6 separate regions of the Mus musculus genome follow, and regions 2, 3, 4, 5 and 6 are each linked to region 1. Evidence: chromatin contacts called from public promoter capture Hi-C data. All regions are on one chromosome and are shown on one strand. Each heading gives the region's core, a stretch centred on a gene start, on an enhancer-like site or on the middle of the called end of the contact. The rest is flanking DNA. Distances are from core to core; before and after follow the strand shown. Region 1 holds the start of Lpcat1 (lysophosphatidylcholine acyltransferase 1). Region 2 holds the start of Ttc37 (tetratricopeptide repeat domain 37). Region 3 holds the start of Adamts16 (a disintegrin-like and metallopeptidase (reprolysin type) with thrombospondin type 1 motif, 16). Region 4 holds the start of 8030423J24Rik (RIKEN cDNA 8030423J24 gene). Region 5 holds the start of Rfesd (Rieske (Fe-S) domain containing). Region 6 holds the start of Glrx (glutaredoxin).

The links. Promoter capture Hi-C pulls out the DNA fragments that hold promoters and counts their contacts.
Region 2: a promoter capture Hi-C map of pre-B cells shows a contact between it and region 1, with 4 times the contacts expected there. The contact joins the promoter of Ttc37 here to the promoter of Lpcat1 in region 1. A contact is called at or near these places in 3 of 39 promoter capture datasets (hippocampal neurons, liver and pre-B cells).
Region 3: a contact with region 1 is called in a promoter capture Hi-C map of the 3T3-L1 cell line, with 6 times the contacts expected there. The contact joins the promoter of Adamts16 here to the promoter of Lpcat1 in region 1. A contact is called at or near these places in 2 of 39 promoter capture datasets (the 3T3-L1 cell line and hippocampal neurons) and 1 of 115 datasets of contacts at active chromatin or transcription factors (astrocytes).
Region 4: a contact with region 1 is called in a promoter capture Hi-C map of hippocampal neurons, with 7 times the contacts expected there. The contact joins the promoter of 8030423J24Rik here to the promoter of Lpcat1 in region 1. A contact is called at or near these places in 2 of 39 promoter capture datasets (hippocampal neurons and liver) and 1 of 115 datasets of contacts at active chromatin or transcription factors (astrocytes).
Region 5: a promoter capture Hi-C map of pre-B cells shows a contact between it and region 1, with 7 times the contacts expected there. The contact joins the promoter of Rfesd here to the promoter of Lpcat1 in region 1. A contact is called at or near these places in 2 of 39 promoter capture datasets (liver and pre-B cells).
Region 6: a promoter capture Hi-C map of pre-B cells shows a contact between it and region 1, with 4 times the contacts expected there. The contact joins the promoter of Glrx here to the promoter of Lpcat1 in region 1. A contact is called at or near these places in 1 of 39 promoter capture datasets (pre-B cells) and 1 of 115 datasets of contacts at active chromatin or transcription factors (double positive thymocytes).

The regions. Positions count from the first base shown.
Region 1 is chr13:73,465,625-73,468,714 of GRCm38.p6, reverse strand. Lpcat1 (lysophosphatidylcholine acyltransferase 1) reads right to left here and starts at 1,484. Exons shown (of 14, transcript NM_145376.6): 1 at 1,198-1,484. The coding sequence starts at 1,332.
Region 2 is chr13:76,097,145-76,100,234 of GRCm38.p6, reverse strand. Ttc37 (tetratricopeptide repeat domain 37) reads right to left here and starts at 1,501. Exons shown (of 44, transcript NM_001081352.2): 1 at 1,406-1,501; 2 at 795-864. Arsk (arylsulfatase K) reads left to right here and starts at 1,575. Exons shown (of 8, transcript NM_029847.4): 1 at 1,575-1,861. The coding sequence starts at 1,727.
Region 3 is chr13:70,840,303-70,843,392 of GRCm38.p6, reverse strand. It overlaps Adamts16 (a disintegrin-like and metallopeptidase (reprolysin type) with thrombospondin type 1 motif, 16), which reads left to right and starts at 1,582. Exons shown (of 23, transcript NM_172053.3): 1 at 1,582-1,903; 2 at 2,022-2,124. The coding sequence starts at 1,844. It overlaps Gm36529 (predicted gene, 36529), which reads right to left and starts at 2,943. Exons shown (of 4, transcript NR_167928.1): 1 at 2,773-2,943.
Region 4 is chr13:70,881,305-70,884,394 of GRCm38.p6, reverse strand. 8030423J24Rik (RIKEN cDNA 8030423J24 gene) reads right to left here and starts at 1,447. Exons shown (of 3, transcript NR_157373.1): 1 at 1,349-1,447; 2 at 868-996; 3 at 1-532.
Region 5 is chr13:76,016,978-76,020,067 of GRCm38.p6, reverse strand. It overlaps Rfesd (Rieske (Fe-S) domain containing), which reads left to right and starts at 1,506. Exons shown (of 4, transcript NM_178916.5): 1 at 1,506-2,547. It also overlaps the pseudogene Gm4165.
Region 6 is chr13:75,838,458-75,841,547 of GRCm38.p6, reverse strand. Glrx (glutaredoxin) reads right to left here and starts at 1,662. Exons shown (of 3, transcript NM_053108.4): 1 at 1,373-1,662. The coding sequence starts at 1,579. Gm41005 (a long non-coding RNA gene) reads left to right here and starts at 480. Exons shown (of 2, transcript XR_873685.2): 1 at 480-781.

The DNA of each region.
Region 1 (3,090 bases), core at 235-2,734:
GGAGGAAGGAAGACCCACAAGTGACAAGGGATAGAGTTGTAGGGTAGGAGGTTGTGGACTGAAACTGAGAGTAATAAAGTTCAAATATGACTGCACCCTAAGCCCTCCTGCTGGGCACAGCCCCAGGCCGTGAGGAGCAACCTGACAGCAGCAAAGACTTCAGGAAAAGCCTCACAGGCTCCAGACACAACCAGGAAAGAGGACAAGACCTGGGGGCCAATATGAGGCCTTTACTTTACACTCTCCGTGTTCAATTCTGCTGACCATCCATTCCTACGGGTGATAACTAACCCCACTGGATGCTTTGAGCAGAAACCGGTGCTTGGGAAAGTAATAATTTCAACAGACTTTACCTTAATATTATGTCTGATAGGTTACACATTTAAAAACACCATCTCCTCCTAGAGCTGGTCCCTTACAGTTGGAAATACTACTCTGCCTGTAAACCACGGAAGTCTGAAACTGTGAACTCTGCTCATTACTCAAAGAAGGGTCCCAGAAGTGACCACAGCACCACAGACCTGGCCCCTGAGTAAAAAAAGGTCCCACGTGCCGGGTCTCACGGTGAGAACCACAAGAACAGATAGCAACTGTGCCTAGATCCAGGTCCCCGCTCACTACTAGCCAGCCGCAGCGCACAGGTTCCCTCTCACGTGGGAACTATGTTGTATAAAGTTGATACCGGGCACAGGCAGCCCAAGGGAGCATCGCTAACAACCGACACAGTGTACTAGACACAGGAAACAATCTGCAAACATGGATGTGGAAATCATCCTATTGGGTTATGCCAGGGGCCCCGCGCGTCCGGTGCTCCAGATGACAATTCAGGTTCCGACACTAGGCCACGGAGACACACAGTAGGCCTCCTAGCTGTGCGGAGACGCTGGAAAGGGGCTGCCTGATGCGAGGACACCCCCCCACCCCCGCCCACCTCCAGGCCTCCTGCTGGCGGGAACCCGGGCCAGGCCTGGGATGAGGGTGCAGGGCCCAAGGGATGGAGTGCAGGGTCCAGTACCGAAACCAAAAGGGTGTAAGTCGGCGTGCACGCAGGCGGCGGGAAGCGGGACCCTGGCGCGGGTTGGAAGAGTGCTGCAGGGGAGGGGTGCGGCTCACGGAGGACCGGGCGGCGCCCAGCCCCTCCCCACCGCATCCCGAGCGCATCCTGGATAGAGTACAGCAGCGCTGCGGAGAACCCACCTGGGCCTTCTGCAGGGCGCTCAGTCGCAGCTCGTGCACGAAGGGGTTCCGCCCCGGGGGCGCTAGGCGCCGCGCGTCGCCTGCCCCAGAGCTGGAGGAGGGGGCGGCCCGCGGCCCGCGGCCCCGCAGCCTCATGGCTGCCCGCGCCTGAGCAAGGAGTAGAGCAGATGGAGCTCAGCCGACCGAGCTCAGCTGAACCGAGCCAAGCACAGAAGAGCCGAGAGCAGCAGAGCTAGCAGAGCGCGCGGGAGAGGGCCTAGGATGCGCGGCCGCCCGGAGGCGCAGGCGCGGGAGGGGCGGCGTGACGTGGGTGGGGCCAACGGGGTGCCCCGCCCAGACCGCTCTGGGCTATGAATGCGCCTGCGCGTCTTAAGGCTCCTGGACTTAGGGGAATCCTGCGAATTTGCATGTGTAGGGAGACCTTAAATTTTGGGTCGCAGGACTGAACTGGGCAGGCCCACTTCTCAGCGCAACGCTGTCCTCACAGGCAGCTTCCTTCCCCTAACCATTGTAATCCATCAGTCGCCATCGAGGGAGAAGATAGGCTAGGAGACCCTAATTTGTATCACACCATTAACTAGGACTCTAAATAGCCTTTCTGCTAAAATGTATTCATTTGACTCACTGGATGCCTTTTGTACTTTGTATCCTGTTTTAAAATAGGATACAAAGTAGCTTTCTGATCAAAATGTATACATTTGAAAAACTAAAGAAATGCCTTTTGTAGCAACACCAGGTGCTTTTATTTGTATAGCTCATAGAACACTCAACAAGCAGGTACTGGGAGACAGAGGGTCTAGCCTCAGTCACCAGACAGGAAAAAGGAGCTAAATTCTGCCTAATTCCAGATACCCTTGGCTTCCTGTCTAACCTCCCCAAAGTCCAAACTTCCTGTGGACACCAGAGCTCTCAGAGTCTCCACCACATCCTCTCACAATAGAGTGACCAGAGCCTCTGATAACTCCTGACAGAAATGTGACCAGGCTCTGTTTTGAGGAGTTGGCTAGAAGAAAAATGCTCGCACAGATCTTGTCACTTCAAAGCTTCATCTTGTATTGGACACGTGACGTTATCTTGAGATTCCCTTGTCCCCTCTGCAAAATGAGCCATGAAGCAGCGACAGTACACATAGCCTTTCCTCTGGGCTAAGAAGGCTGTGGAGATCCTTAAGGACTATGAGCAAACTTAATGTTCTTTTTTTTTTTTTTTTTTTTTTTTCAAGACAGGGTTTCTCTGTTTAGCCCTGGCTGTCCTGGAGCTCACTTTGTAGACCAGGCTGGCCTCGAACTCAGAAATCCACCTGCCTCTGCCTCCGAGTGCTGGGATTAAAGGCGTGCGCCATCACACCCGGCCTTAATGTTCTGATATGTTGTCCTGTGACCTAGATTCCACTGATTCTAGATTTTAATTCCCATTTGTTCAAGTCTCAGACACAAGAGTGTAGCATCCAAGGATCTTCAGCTCCCTGTCAAGAAAACCCCAGGGCACAAAGGCCTATCAGGCTTACAAACAGACCTTTAGAGGAAGGAAGACAGGCGGGCCAGGTGCCACCTGAAGTCTACAAGCAAAGAAGCCTGCGGGTATCCTGGGCCAGGATTTCTGTAGCCTCAAAGCTGGGTCATAGAAAGCTGTGAACATCCTGTGTAGCGGTGTTGACCCAAGTCCACATATTTTGTGGAAAGAAAATCTTTTGCAGGTGATCATGATGACTCTAATAGATTTGTCAGGACCCATCCAGTATTAGTGATGTCTTTGTGAATGGGAGATTTGAATGAGGAGACAAGGCAGAATGGGGGGTGGGGGGATGCCATGTAAGACCAAGTTTTCCTAATTGAGGATGTTCAGCCACCTGAAGCTGGAGAGAGAGCTGGGAGGACCCTTCCTTAGAGACAT
Region 2 (3,090 bases), core at 252-2,751, 2.6 Mb before region 1:
GTCTTCAGCTCTAAATCAGAACTTTTAATACTTAAACCTCCACGAGTATAGAACGAGCTGCTCAGTGGAAGTTTTCCCACCAGGGAAGGTGAAGTATGGGCTGGACAAGCTAGCAGGGAGGACCTTTATATGCCCCACTTCGTGTCTGATGAAAAGTACTAGAAACCTCTTAGGTTCTAGCAGCCCTTTGAAACTGCGTCCCTAAAATACCTATTCCACCAACCTGCTACAGCGCCTGCTCTCACTGACACCGCAATTACAGAAAGAAGAAAAGGATGTGCTCTGTCCTCAGAACAAGGGCCTGCAGAAACAGAGCCTTCAAGGATCATCTGTGTTCAACGAATCATTACTATGCAAAAAAAAAAAAAAAAAAAGAATACCAAATGTAATTTTTATAAAACTAAGCACCAGTTGATATTGTTTCTGTAAAGTATGTCCTACATTCCAAATTTACTCAACACAATTCTGGGGAGTGTGCCCTGTTTAGGAGGTAATCTACTTAGATAAGCTATTGAAAAGTTATTTAACCTCTCTGTTTTCGCATCTGTAAAGTAGTCTAAGTGAAGATTAAGGAGTACATTCCACGTAAAGCATGCTACACAGTAAATATACAGTAAAGCTTAACAGACACTAAACACATACCGCTCTGTATTAGATGTGTAAGGTGTTTTATTACAATTAATCTGTACACAAGGCTGCCAGATATGAGAGTTGAGATTTTAAATAAATAGCATTACTCCTCCTTTTCCTGCCAGAAAATCAACACAAGTGGTGTAATGTACAATTATATATACCTGAAACTTATCAGTGAATAATTTGACTTGAAAATAGAAACGTGCTTCTTCCAGAATTCTCCAAAGGAATCTAGCAATCAAAAAAAGGAACAGCTGATTATTCTATACCCAACAATGTTACTCCGAGCATACATCAATTAACCGCACACTTCACACAGTCCACATCTGTACCTTTTAGAACCGGTCCCTATTGCTACTCCAAAGACAAAGAACAGCCAAGCTGTTCCGTATCTGGAACCTGAAACTTATTAGGCCCGCTCTTCAACCCACATGAGCATAATCCTTACAGGTCGGCAAACGGAGGAAATACGATGAGGGGGGCTTCCTGACTAGGGTTCCGGAACGCAGCAGAAATCCACACCACTACCCAGACCACACACGAGGTGACCTAGCCTAAAGTCCCATATAGGCACAACCCAATCCAATTCAAGTGACAGAATCACTGCCACCTCATCACCGCCAAGTTCACTTTGTCAGCGAACATTCAGCCCCGCACAAAAGGAAGACAGCCCGTAACATCACGCTCATGCTCAGTATTTTCTCCCCCTAAATACCACTTCTACTGCCTTTAGATTTCAACTTCTGCCAAAACCGAAGCGATCAGAACCCACCTGGGCATGTGGGACTGCCACAAAGTACAAGTCTGAACAACGCATGCGCGCTTCCCCAGACATCGCTTGAGTGAGAGGAACTGGCAGAGCTATCATTAGCTCGAAATTTGATTAAAACGGTCTTCACATGGGCTGAGCGCGATTGGTTTTTGCGCATGCGCCTGCCCTTGGCCTGATGGGAGGTGTAGTTTCTAGGTGCCGCTCATATTTACTTCTGTATTTGTAAGCCAAACTTCTAGTCTTGTCCCTAGAGTCCGGCCCCTGCTCATGACTGGAGAGCAGGCTACAGGAGACCCGCTCAGCAGCCGCTTCTGAACGGCCATGCCCGCGATGCTGTTGCTGTTGGTGTCGGTGGTCGCAGCGTTAGCACTCGCAGCACCGGCCCCCAGAACACAGAAGAAAAGGATGCAAGTGAACCAGGCGCCCAACGTGGTGCTGGTCGCCAGTGACTCCTTCGTAAGTACCCAAAGGACGGGGAGCAGACACCGCCCAGAGCCTGTGGAGAAACATCACAGGGAACAGGACCCTGGGGTTGAGAGGTCCCGCATGCGCACACCTGCAAGCACGCATGTGCATACTAATAAAGTAGTAGAAAGAAGCCAGTCTCTAACTCCTGGGCTTTGCTCCTTGAACTTTATTCACTAGACCAGCAATTCTCAACCTGTGGCTCTCGATCCCTTGGGAGAGGTCGAGTCACCTTTTGCAGAAGTCACCTAAGACCATCGGAAATATCAGATATTTACATTACAACTCATACCTAACAAAATTACAGTTATGAAGTGACAACAAAAATAATCGTATGGTTGGGAGAGTCACCATAATATGAGGAACTGTATTAAACTGTTGCAGCATAGAAAGGCTGAGAACCACTAATCTAGACATTCTATACTTGTGTTAGCACTGATTTAAAGAAGTTATTTGTGTATGCATCACCTTAAATTTGATTTAAATTCATATGGAAAGTGAAAGGACCTCGAATTGGGAAGGGGAAAAAAACATGAAAAAGAAGACTGATTTAAAAAAAAAAAAAAAAAGCTTTTAATTTCAAAACTAATGGTAAAGCTACAATAGCCACAATAGTACTTTACATGCAGAACAATAAATATTCAGACCAGTAGAGTAGAATTAAGAGTCCAGAAATAGTCTTATAAACAAGTAGTGCTGGAAAAGTAAATATATACATGGAAAGGAACAAAATTGGGTCCTGCCTTCCACCATGTGTAAAAACAAAAGTTAGTCAATGATTTAAATGTAAAAGCTAAGGCTATAAAACTCCTTCAAGACAATGGAAGTGTAAATTGTCATAATCTTGGTTTAGGCAATTTAAAATGAGCCAAGGATTTGAAAAGACATTCCTACACAGAATATACACAGATAGCCAATAAGCCCATCATAAGAAGCTTAGATTCATTAATCATTAGGGAAATGTAGCTCAAACCAATTGATCCCCATAAGGATAGCCAGAATCAAAAGGCATAAAAATAGGAGGAAGTCATGTGAGATGATATGGGAAGAGCCAAGGGTGGGGAGGAGGGAATGTGGAGGTAAATATGATCAGAGTATGAAACTGTTGTGCTTGGCCTGTTGTTTTTTACAGTTAATATGTCAGTTCTTTAGTACACACACACACACACACACACACACACACCATAAACAATAACCAGAGTTAATGAGAATATGGAGGA
Region 3 (3,090 bases), core at 333-2,832, 2.6 Mb after region 1:
GCATGGTGTCTGTTCACAGCAGTAAAACCCTAACTAAGACATGCACACACACACACTCTCTTTCTCTCTGCTCTCCTCCCACCTCTCTCATGTGTGCATACACAGACACATACACACAGAGAGAGACAGACAGACAGACAGACAGACAGACAGACACACTTGGGAACAATAGAACAAGAGAGACCAGGTGGAATAGAGGGGACTTAACAGGAGATAATGGGAGGCTTTAATAAAAGAACATAGTGTAGGTGCGTGGAATTATAAAAGAATGAAACAGTAAGTCAACAAAACTGTACTCTTTGACAATATTTTTCATATGAACGACTGAGAGAGAAAGGGAGGGAGCAGAGAGAGAGAGAGAGGGATATGCATACACAGATCAGTTCATCTTGATTCCGCCCTGTCCTTTCTGAGATGTATGACACTTCATTCAGGCTTATAAAGAGCCACTCTGGGGCATCTCAGCTCAGTGTAGGCTGGAGTGAGCACCCTGAAAACTGCAGCCACTGCTCCACATGCCATCCCCCTTCTCAGCCTTGCAAACCAGGCAAGGTCAGTGTGACTGCAAATGAGGGACCCTAGAATGGCAGCTGGAGGGAGCCTGAGATGTGAGACCAACCGGCAGAAGGAAGTGGAGTGCAGCTGCTGGGATGGACAGTCATTGGCAGTCCCGCGTGTAGAAACATCTACCCGTGCGCTCAGTGCTGTCTGTATCTGTACCCACCCTGCAGCAGACACTCTCAGTCACTGATGGTCACAAAAGACGCTCATACTCAAACACATACTCAGGTCATGATGGACCAGGACGCAGGGCTGGAGAGAGGGCATTCGCTGGTTGTCTTGGATAGACCTGGTCTGGTCTAGGCTGGGGCTCCTAGACTTCCTACTAGGATGCTCTGGGAACCCAGTGGCCTCACACCTGCTCTCCCAGCAGGTCAGCCAGAGTCTAAAGTGAATCTGAAATTGGCCACTGCTGTCCAATGAAAAATTAGAGGCGTGAGAAAGAAACCCAGCTTCCTCATAGCCTGCCCTACCCTGCCCTGCCCTGCCCCGCCCCGCCTCCATTCACCCCTTTTCTTCACGTGCCCCAGGCAACTAAGGACTCACATTCATTCATAAGCAGATACATTCCTCCCTATACATCTCCCACTAGAAGGGAAGGCCAGAGGGTCTGTAACCAGGGGATGGACTAGAGAACAATGAATGCTGGATGCCTGTCTCTATGCAGCTCAATCTTGCCCTTAAGTGAGAAGTCCCACAGAGCTGCAGCGGTGGCAGGTGGCAGAGGACTTTGGAGTAACACACCAAGACAGTTTTCCACAAAAGCACAGGGGTGAACAGCTAGATATGACTGTGTCCTGGCCTTGTCTCTACCCCAAGTTCTCATGTAGGTGGACAAAACACCTTCCTGCTGGGTCATAGGCGTGAAGGATGCCCAGTACTTACCATGAGTCTGCTTCATCTCCTCTCCCTGCCACTCCTCCCTTATCCTCCTCCTCCTCCTGGTACCCCTCCTCCCTGCTTTACTCCCTCCTCTATCCCCTCCCCTCTCCTCTCCTTTGCCCTCCCTAGTCCTGCCCTCTCCTTCTCTACCCTCCTCCCTGCTGTCCCTTGGTTGCTGCGGGTGCTTTGCCGCCCCCCGCCACCACTGCCACTCCACCTCCCGGTGCCGAACGAAGCTGCAGTGATAACTCTGATGTGCATGGTGGAATCGCTGCCTGGAAACCCTGCGATTTTGCCGGGTCGGTCCTTTGCACCCTAGCATACTGCTAACACCGGGACTATCCAGTGACCCAGTCTAGACTGCTGAGCTGAGTCCTGTGAGCCCTCGGGCACCGGGGCCATGGAGTCCCGAGGTTGTGCTGCGCTCTGGGTGCTGCTGCTGGCGCAGGTCAGTGAGCAGGTGAGTCCTGGCGCTAGGACCAGCAGAGTCTGATGGCTGCAAGTGCATTCCGCCCTTGGCTGAGCTCTGCAGTGCCCGCATTTTCACTGAGGTGTCCTCGTTTTTTTTTTCCCCCTAGCAGACACCTGCGTGCGCCCTGGGACTCGCAGCTGCAGCGTCTGGGAGCCCGGAAGACCCGCAGCCTCCCCCATTCTCTGGGTCCAGCTGGCTGGAAACCGGTGGTAAGTTCGCGCGGTGGGGGCTCTCGGTTCCTCACAGGTAAGCAGCCAGCAACCCCCTATGCTGGTCTGCAAGTCTCCTGGGACTCAGGACGCCAAAAGCTTTGAAGATGCTATCTTGCTCTTTCTATTCATTTCGAGCACAAGATCATGCTCAAGAATGACTTCCGACCAACGTCTGTATCCTATTTCCTAGTAAAATGATAATGGCTAGCCAGAGTTACATTGGGGGAGTGAGATATCTGGGTGTAGGAAGACTCCAGATCACTCTATATATTGACATCATTAATGTATACACCAAATCTATTATAAGCAACGTAGTCCCCACTCCAGCATCTTCCCCCCTCTCCTTTCTTTCACATTGAAGCTTTCTCCACTTTGACTGTCACAGGAGGAGACAGAAGGCAACCTCATTAATATCGCTTTAATGTTAATTAATAGCACAGGGGACATCCAAAGGATGTGTCCTGGACCTCCTTGAACATGAACTCGAATTCAAGTCTTCTGCAAGGTTCAGCCACCTCAGTGATTCACAAGTGGGTTTCCCCTGTGAGGTGTCCTAGCAATGACACCTGGTGACTGAGAAAGCAGGCCATTGCACTTGCTAGGAGGTTTGTGCTGGGTCCACAGCAAATGCAGGATTTTACTCACCCTGTCCTTTCCTGGGATGAATTAGCTTGAGATTGTTAGCAGAAATGGCGACCAGAGGCGAGCCAGGTTTAATCTTTTCGGCAGATTTTTAGAATATGTACAGGATTAAACAATTGACACTTCGGAAACCCTCATTATCGCTTCCTTCATCAGGATAAACTTACAAGAACTGAATTCCTCCTACTGAAAACAGGGTTTAAGAAGGGATATATGAGTCTCGGCTCTAGGACTCTGAGTGCCACTGGAGGGCGCCAGACCCAAACAGTACAGTGGTTTAGAAGGCAAGGGAAAGCCTATTGTGTTTGAAACCCACCCTCT
Region 4 (3,090 bases), core at 198-2,697, 2.6 Mb after region 1:
TAATCAGCATTGTGTATGCTACTGTGTAGTTTGTATCCCTAACCTCACGGTTTTCATCCTAAGTTGCAAAGCAACTGGTAAGAATAGTAAGATCTTAAACTTTAGATTGTTCAAACAGCTGGCAAAGGATTAGACAGGAATTTGAACTATGGTTGCTATCTATTTTGGAACCTGCTAAAAATACAATGACTTTCCGATGGCAACCTTCTGCAGCTCTGTGTCAGCACTGAGTATCTGCTCCTTCTCTGCAGCTGGCTGTCCGCCAATGAGAAGCTCCGGCAGCTGGAGCCTTCCCAGGGCATCTGCTCTCTTCTCATGCTCTCATTGTCTCTGCTCAGTTCATCAGCCTGTGTGTGAGTTTCCCTCATGGCAGGGCTTACAGCAGCGAGGGACAGGTGTTGACCATCATAGAAATCTTCTTCCTCTGGCACAACACATGCAGGTGCGTGGCTCTCCCAGACACCGCTAGAACGCCAACAGGGAGATGGGCCACAATGCTGCTCATGGTGCAATCGGAAGTCGGAGAGGAAGTCTGCGAAGGAAACACATAGATCACCTCACCAAACATTCAGTATCCAGCCATCGAAGCAGTCCAGGATGAGTTTCAAGGACCTATGGTGTGTGTGTGTGTATGTCCACACAGAGGCGAACATATATTTAGATACTTGTAAGTATATGTGTATTGGAAGACACAACTCTTTCTACCTACTGTTCTGTCTCTTGATTTATTTATTGCCATTGGATTGATTTTCCTTGATGATGGTTGCAAGGTAGAATTATCCAAAAGCTTCTCTAAGAAATTGGGGTATTTAAAAGCATACAAACAGACATATAACATAAGGACAAGTAGCAGGGAGAAGTGCTCACCTCGGTACTGAGGCTGCCTGAGGGGCCTTGCAGTGTGCTTCGGAGCCAGCATTCCTCAGGGGATGGCAGGTGAAGCCATGAACGCTTGCTTCTCTCCACCATTTCACTCCATTCTCACAGAAGCCTTTCCTTCAGATCAGCAGAGAAAGTGATACAACTGGGGAGGCTCTGGCCTCTTGCAGAAGAACCACAGCTAACTGCCTTCCTTTCAGCAAAAGAGAGGATGCACTGAAAGGCTGTCTGTCCTCTGTGCCCTGACATTACTAGCTATCAACCCATGTCTGTCAGAAGCCCTGATCCCTACCAGAGCATTGGTATAGTTACTAAAATTGGGGGCAGGAGTCTTGGCAATAAGATTTGAACCAGAAAGAATCCATTGGGAGGATAAAGCCAAGCCTGGAAGAAGAGCTCTACCGCTCACCCTTAATCAAGCAACCAGGCAATGTGGACAAAGGGTAAGCTGCAATTATTAAGCTAATACCTGGTGGTTTCCAGGCCTGCACATCAAACAGGAGACAGCCACCATTTGCCTCTCAGTTAATACTGACTTGAGTTCTGCCCTTGGGTCACAGTATGGAACACTGATGCAAAGCTTCCCAAAACGATTACCTACACGTTCTGTTCTTTGTTTTAATCCATGGTATTCACTGTCTTATCAAAGGCTGTCCTTGAGAATATAGTACTTGTTGGTGCTGTTATCCAAACTTCAGCAACTTAGACATCAGAAAACATTTGAGGGAGGGGCATAGAGATGCGACTAGGTTGCCTGGCATGCAGAAAGCCATAGGTTTGACCCCTAGAACCTAATAAACCAGGCACCATGATGCACAGCAGCAACCCAAGCATTAGAGAGGTAGGTGCAGAAGAATAAGAAGTTCGAAGTCATCTTTGGCCATAGAGTGAGTTCAAGGCCAGCTAGAAAAAGAGGGGGAAGGAACAAAAGAAGAGGAGTGTAGGGAGGAAGAAGGTGAGAAAGGAAGGGCAGATCTATGGGGTTGTAGACAGTATGTAGATGTAGGTAGAGGGATATAGATGGTGTTCTTGGTGGCCCTGCTGGGCTGGCATTCTTCACAGAGCTGTTGTGTCACCTTATGCTATTTGCAGACTTAATCAGTGGGAGAGATCTTCACTTAGTTGTACAGCCAGAGCCTTTCAAAAGAGACCCTTGGTATTGACTAAGAGTCCGTGACTGTGCATCTGCAGTCTACCTTGAGCTTTCCTGTGCGTGGGACAAGAATTTAACATTACAGAGAACCGTGTACCACCCAGGATTCTTTGTATAGTACTCAGCTAGCTTCAGATACTGCCAGCTCAAACTCCCCATGTCACTTAAAAAAAGAAATCTATCATGAATTAGCTACCAAACAAATAAACAAACTGTTGGAATTTCAATTGTTTTCTCCATACAGGGTACAGCACACCCATGCTATCCGAGAATGGCTTTTGCATGAAAGCCCTAGCAATGGTGAACAGTGTGTTTTGAGTTTCAGTTACTCGGAAAAACTGAAGACTGCAGATCTAGGCTTACACCTGTAGTATAAATGTGTCCTGCTCTGCTTCTCTGAATAGGTTTCTGTTTTGTTTCAGTCCTGAGAACAGAGGTGAAATCTTTGCAAATGGACTCTCAATGAACCTGCTTCCTCTGTCAGCAGCCTGTGTCTGATCCTGCTCCATGAAAAGGCCTGTGCAGAGACTCCATACCTCTGGCCAGGTCCTTCTAGGCCTGTCGGGAGGAGACTGTGGAGGACCATTCTTCCAAACCCAGATCCTTAATTGCTCCTATGGTTTCTCCAAAGTTACTTGAAGATAAAACTTCCTTACTCAAGTTCCATGGCATTAACGGACTTATCTACACTATTAAACATTAACCCAAAGTCAAAACAATCACCCTCTACCGAACACGTTGCCAAAGTCTTTTCTACATTTAACTCTAGGTGTCTGTCTCAAGTGAATGATGGTTTTAGATTCATCCAGCTAACGGGAAACCATTCAATCCAAGAATGCCAAGAAACTTTCTCCTTTATGTCAAGTTCAATATGTAACTTGCACATACTTGATGGTTGAAATATTACCAAAGCAGATCGAATTGTCTTAGAAACTCAAAGAACAAAAAGAAAAAAAAAATGTATACATAGCTGAGCTGTAGGTTTAGAAAATGGTTCGTTACAATATGCAACATTTTAAGGGCATCCATCTGCTTCCTCCATACTCCCAAACTCTAGG
Region 5 (3,090 bases), core at 257-2,756, 2.6 Mb before region 1:
ATGGAAAGGACCAACCCCACAAGGTGACACAGTACAAGAAGGACAAGGATTCTTTGTAAGCAGCGTTATGACAGGAAACAAAGTGACTATGGTGGACAAACTAAGCCTATTTTCCGCAAAAAGGCTTCTACAAAGAAGATTGTGCTGAGACTGGAGTGCATTGAGCCCAACTGCAGATCTAAGAGGATGCTGGCTATTAAGAGATGTGAGCATTTTGAATTGTGAGGCGACAAGAAGAGAAAGGGCCAAGTGATCCAGTTCTAAGCTGATTTTGTTATGAATAAAATCTTGACCTTTCACTCCCTCTGATTGCAGTTGGTCTTTCTGGGAGGGAAAAAATGAAAAGCTTTCAGAAATTAAAAAACAAAAATATATATTGAATCCTTTCTAAGATTTTTACTTCATTGATCTGGTATACTGGGCAAAGTTGCTTTGTTATTGTTTTTTGGTTTTGTTTGTTTTAATTCCTAGGCAGATCTAAAGCCTAGCCAAGATTATGAGCTATTGAATCAAAGGATCATTAATTTTAAAAAATCCTTATTATTCTGTGTGAGCAGGGACATGCATGCTACAGCATAGTTTGTTAAGTCAGTTCCTACATCATTAAATGAGCTCTGGGCTACAACTCAGGCTGTCCCGTTTACAAGCACCCTTACTCCATGAATCATCTTGCTGGCCTCTTTTTTCTTTTTTCTTTTTTTAAAGCAGGGTGTCTGTGCTGCCCAACACTTGGGTTCAAGTGATCAACTTCAGCCCGGGTTGTGGGCTCTATAAGAGCTTGCCACGTGCCAGTTTACAGAGAATGCTTGCAAACCAGTAAGACTCATTTAGCTTGCACCTCTGAGCATAAGTATGGGGAGTTCTTATTGTGTTGCTCTTAATGTAACACTGAAAGAGAAATTGAAAGTGAAAACACACCATCTCCCCTTAAATCTAGTAATTTTTAAAAGCTTTGGTATACACAAATACTTAACCTATTTGTATCTCAAGCAATGAGTTATTTGTGTTAAAGAGAGCATATTACACATGGGAGCCTGTATGGTGTAGTGTATGGAATTGGACCTTTGGGTATACAGTATATGGCTGTAAAGTTTTCCCATGTTCTAGGTATTATTTCGCTTAGGGATGAGATTGCTGAGTGCATTTAAAATTTGGATAAATTTAGAGTGAGTCCGATTATCGTTCTTTGAAAAAAGAAAAGAGAAAGAAAATGATGCACCTACTCATATCCCACAAGAGCTAGAAAAATTCCACAAACAGGACAGCAGCCTGATGGAGGGACGGGAGGGGAGCCAGTACTTCCTAGCACGTGACCCCTGCCCCGCCTCCTCACAAACTCGCGTCGCGCAGGCGCAGGACGCAGGGGCTGCGGGAGCTGGGTGTTGAGGGCGGGGCGAGGACCCCAGCACAGTAAGTTAGGTTCTCGCGGTGCGGGAATTGGGTGAGGGGAGCGGGGCGGAGATTTCTGGCACGCTGCTGCTTCCGGTCGGACACCGCCCGGGCCTGCACTTCCTGCGTCCGCTGGCAGCGGTTCCGAGTCCTCGGGTGTCTGAGCAGGGAGCGTTTGGACCCTCGTGGACTGGCATTGGCAAGAGCCTCAGTGAACTGTTCGCCTTGACAGTTGGGCCACAGCCGGGACCTGCAGCCATTTAAATAGGCTTTTCCGCACTTGTGCCATAAACTATGAAAGCGAATCCTTCTGACGTCCCACGCACCCCAAATATTCTCCTGGGATGGCCGTCGGGACGACTGCTGGTTGCCGTGCTGTCCCTAGCGCCGCTCAATCTAGCAGCTGCGGCCTGTCTTCTTAGCAAATAAAACTGGTTTGAGAACTGCTAAAGCCATGGGGGTGGCTACCAGCCTTGCTGCGCTTCCTGCGGTTGCACCCAGCTGTATAGAGTAGAGGTGCCTTAACGTGGTTGTCCTCTGCACACCCTATGATACAGGCCTCTTAGGAAGCAGTCCGGGATTCAGACGCTGGTGAAACGCCTTGTCATCTTTAATACCAGACATTGGCAGTAATTCGCTCAGCTGCACGGCTTCATTAAATTGGGCAAGTGTTTTACTTTAGATATTTGTGAAGACAATCTTGTACATTAGCATTCCTACATAAACATTCAGAACCATCTTTTCCGATACATGTGTGCACTGCGAATATAAAACTCTCTATACGTTTTTGCCGAACGGTTTTTGTGACTTTCAAGATGATTTTCTTTCAGGCCACATGTTTTTTGTTTTTTGTTTCTTTTCTTTTATAAATCGCTGGCTGCTAGTGACACGAAAGTTACACCAAGCAACATATGAGCTTACAGATATTTAATTTTGTGAGGAGTAATGAACATTTACACGCAAAGTGTCCAAGCGGTAGTGAAATGTAGCTAGTCAAATGTATTTATTATCATCAAACTGCTACTGACTAAAGCATTTCCCTTCCCTGAGCCTAAAAGCCAGGGTGTCACCCTGGAGATAAGCACTGTGATAATTTGTGGGCCAGGTCCCCACTCTAAGAGTCCCTGAGTCATTGCTCAAGAGGAGTGACACATGAGTGTGAGTACCTTTAATTTCATGTCTTTTGTCTTCAGTGACTTTATACTTGAATGAATTATCTACATTAGAAAGGTGTTTAAAACTGTCGGGGCCATCCACTTATCTAAAACAAATAGTTTTATATGGAATTCTCACTTTAAGAAATCTAATTTTAGGGATCTACGAACAACAAAACAGTTTTTATTTTTAAAGACAATGGTAGAACAGAACATTTTTTATTTTTATTTTTTTTTGTCAAAAACTGTATTAAAAATTATGTTCTCCAGCACTATAGCACTTTAAAAACAGTGATTTTGGAGGGAGAGCCAAGGCATTATTTTTTTCCTAGTAGGAAGACTACAGCAGCAGGATTCATAACTCAACGTGACGTTCATTAGCTTCCCTGGAAAGTATCAGTGCTGCTTCTCCTTCTCCTTCTTGTTCTTCAAGAGATTTCTTTTTTATTAGATATTTTCTTTATTTAAATTTCAAATGTTATCCCCTTTCGTGGTTTACCTTCTGAAAACCCCCTCCCACTGTTCACCAACCCACCTACTCTTGCTT
Region 6 (3,090 bases), core at 413-2,912, 2.4 Mb before region 1:
GGCTGGGGTTTTCACCTGGACCTGGCCTGCAAACCCCGGGCTTTCCATTTAAGAAGATGACAGGAGATTCTAGTTAAGAAGGGAGATGGCTCGGCTAGTAACTCATCAGTAAGTGCTTATGCATGAGAGTGAGGACCTTAGTTTGATCCCCCAGAATCCACAGAAAAAAGTTGGGTGCAAATCACAAGCTGGGGAGATCTAGATAGGAAGATCCCAGGGGCGTTCTGGCTGCTAGCTAGTCCAGTCCATCCCAGCCTGTGAACTCCAGATTCAGTGAAGGACGGTGTCTCACCAAAGTAAGGCTGAGAGTGATTAAATAAGTCATCCAACATTAACCACTGGGCTGTTGTGTAAACAAGGGTACACAGACACACACACCATACATTTTATGGACTTGGGCATCCATGGACATCTGTATTTTTTCAGCTTCCCAATGAAGCCTCACTGAGGAAGTTTCTTTCCTCTGCTTTTCACTGTCACGCGTCACTTTAGTTGGTATTGGAGGCAGGTGGCCAAGGTTCTTGGCTTGTTGGGGCTGCCTCGGCTTTGTCCCCAACACTCCAGTTAACTGTACAACAAGCTCACTTTCCAGCACTGGAGTCTGTTGAGCTGGGCATTCCAGCAGCAGCCCAGGCACAAAGAAAGCCTTTTCTGAGGAGGAAGGTGTTCTTAGAGAGCTGCATATGGATTTGTGGAACAGGACTTTGAAGCGCTCCCTCTAATCTTGCAGCCTGCGTCACTGAGGATGGATCTCCAAGGCAAGAATCCATCAGATCATACAGTAAGTTATCATGATAACCAGACCTGAAAATATCCTACAATTAAGGCAGCACAGGCAAAAATGGAGTCCAGGATTTACTTTTCTAGTGGGTGGGGCTAGGTAAGAATGGACAAACTAGGTGATAAAGAAAGAAAGCCTAGTGCAAAGAAAAGGAAGGGCCGCAGACCCCACTACATGCTAACAGGGGGAAGAGAGTGCCTATGGCCCCCATCCATAACATAAAAGCTAGAGATCACATCCAGCCTCGAAGCTGCCTCCTGCCTTGCCAGAAGAACACTGCCAGTTCAAAATAGTGCTTAAAACAAAGCCTTCAGATAAACACTTAACTGCCGCCAGCCCAGCTGTCAGGCCCACTATCCACACACCAACCAGCGTTCTGCCTTCTGGTCCTCCCAGGCAGTCCTGCTGCCCACTCATTTGAGCAGTGTCTTCCCTTGAGTCCCTCCCCCACACCCTGCAAAGTCCTCTGGCTGCTTTGAAGGACAGAGCCCAGGCAACGGCATCCTAGAAAAGGCACAGCTAGCTGTCTACAAAGCTCTGGAAAGGAAACAGCAACACCCCAGCGCTTCCTTAGCATTTAAACACACTCACTGTTCTCGCTCCGGTGAGCTGTTGTAAATAATCTTGAATCGCACTGGTGTTGTTAGTGGCTGTGATGTCCACAAACTCCAGAAGACCTTGTTTGAAAGGCAGTTGACTGAGGATTTCTTGGGTCTTTCTGCAGTAGGGGCAGGTGGGCTTGATGAACACGACCACCTTCCCAGACTGGATCTTGCAGTTCACAAACTCCTGAGCCATGCTGACAGGCTGCAGCTTCTCCAGGGAGGAACGTGCAGTTGAAAGTAATGGTCCGGTAATGCAGCGGCGCTTAGCCAGCAGCTCTCATTTAATAAGGAACCTCCTTGGAGGAGGAGTTACCAAGTAGGATGCTTCAGTTTTAAAGGGCCAGCCCCAAAGTCAGTTCATTTTGGTATGAGTCAGTACTTCCTAGGCCTACCATTGCACACTGGCTGTGTAAGCTATAACAGGCTGTCTTGTGTCCTCCCCAAGAACAGAACTAAGTCACCCTCTAGGGTAGCAGAGACAGCGCAGACCAGTTTCTGGGTAGGAGGCCCCAGGTCCTCTTAGAACAAATTCTCTCTCTCTCTTCTTTTGGAAACACGGTTGTTTTGAAAAATAAAAACACAACCATTCAGGAAAGCTTTGGCTCTTCATAGGATGTGGGGACTGCATAGTGATTGGGCCTTGTGGGTTGCACCGGCATGCTTTCTTTGCCCTGTAAGGTGGGTACTTGTGTGATTAGTGGACTTGGTTCTTGACATGTAAAAATGTGCTTGTCTGTACTTTCTCTCTGTCTTTAAAAAGTGGGGTGCCATGCTCTGAGTTCATGGTGAACAATGAGCCCTTTTCAGTGGGGTAGATTTGTGACTGAACTTTGCCACGGGGCCTACCTGTGAAGCTAAGCTTTTTAATAGGTCTCTCTTACTCCAAAAGCCTTAGGGCTGGTGACCTTTGAATAGCAGTTCAGTAAGAAACAAATTCTCCCATAACCCCTGACCTGAGATTCCAGACAGAATGTGGATCTTTTCCTGTCTGACTTGTTTTGACAGTGAGCTGAGGTGCTTTGGGAGGTGGTGCTGAGGTAGATAAGCAAGTCGAAGAGAAAACTCCTGTCAGACTGAAGCACCTTTCCAAGCAAGCAACCAGCTCCACAGTAGAACCAGAGTATCTTACAGGAGGTCAGACTACAGTCATGTCCTGGTGACGGCTCTGGTGCACATTGTGACCAAAGAGAAGTAAACTGACTTCTGGGGGCTGCTTTCTTTGTCACTCTCACTGTTACCCACATCAAATGGCAAAATAACAGTCAGATGGTAATAGTCAGGGCCACAGAAGAAGCGGAGAGAGAGTTCTGCCAACGGAGAAGCGGCCTGGCTGCATGGCTGAGGTGGCTGGCCCATGGCAGGGTTGTAGACCTCTCAGCCCATAGCTTCCCACAATTCTGAACAAGTTTAGGGCTAGAGTCTTAACTTTCTGGCAACCTTCTGATGCCAGCTGTTTCAAGGACCTCTTGAGGGTTCTTGCTGTTCACATGACCCTGGGGAATAAGCACCCAGCTCAGGCTGTTCCTTTAGAGTCTTTCTCTCCTTCTCATTTGTCTGGTCTTTCCCTTCCTCCTTTTCCTAACAATCTGACTCTCTCATCTATCTCAAAGATCATTTTGAGAACCACCATGATCTTCGGTCTCTTGCATTCTGCCCTGTCTCAATATTTGCCACTCCTGTTTTCCTTACCTCCTCTTTGTTGCA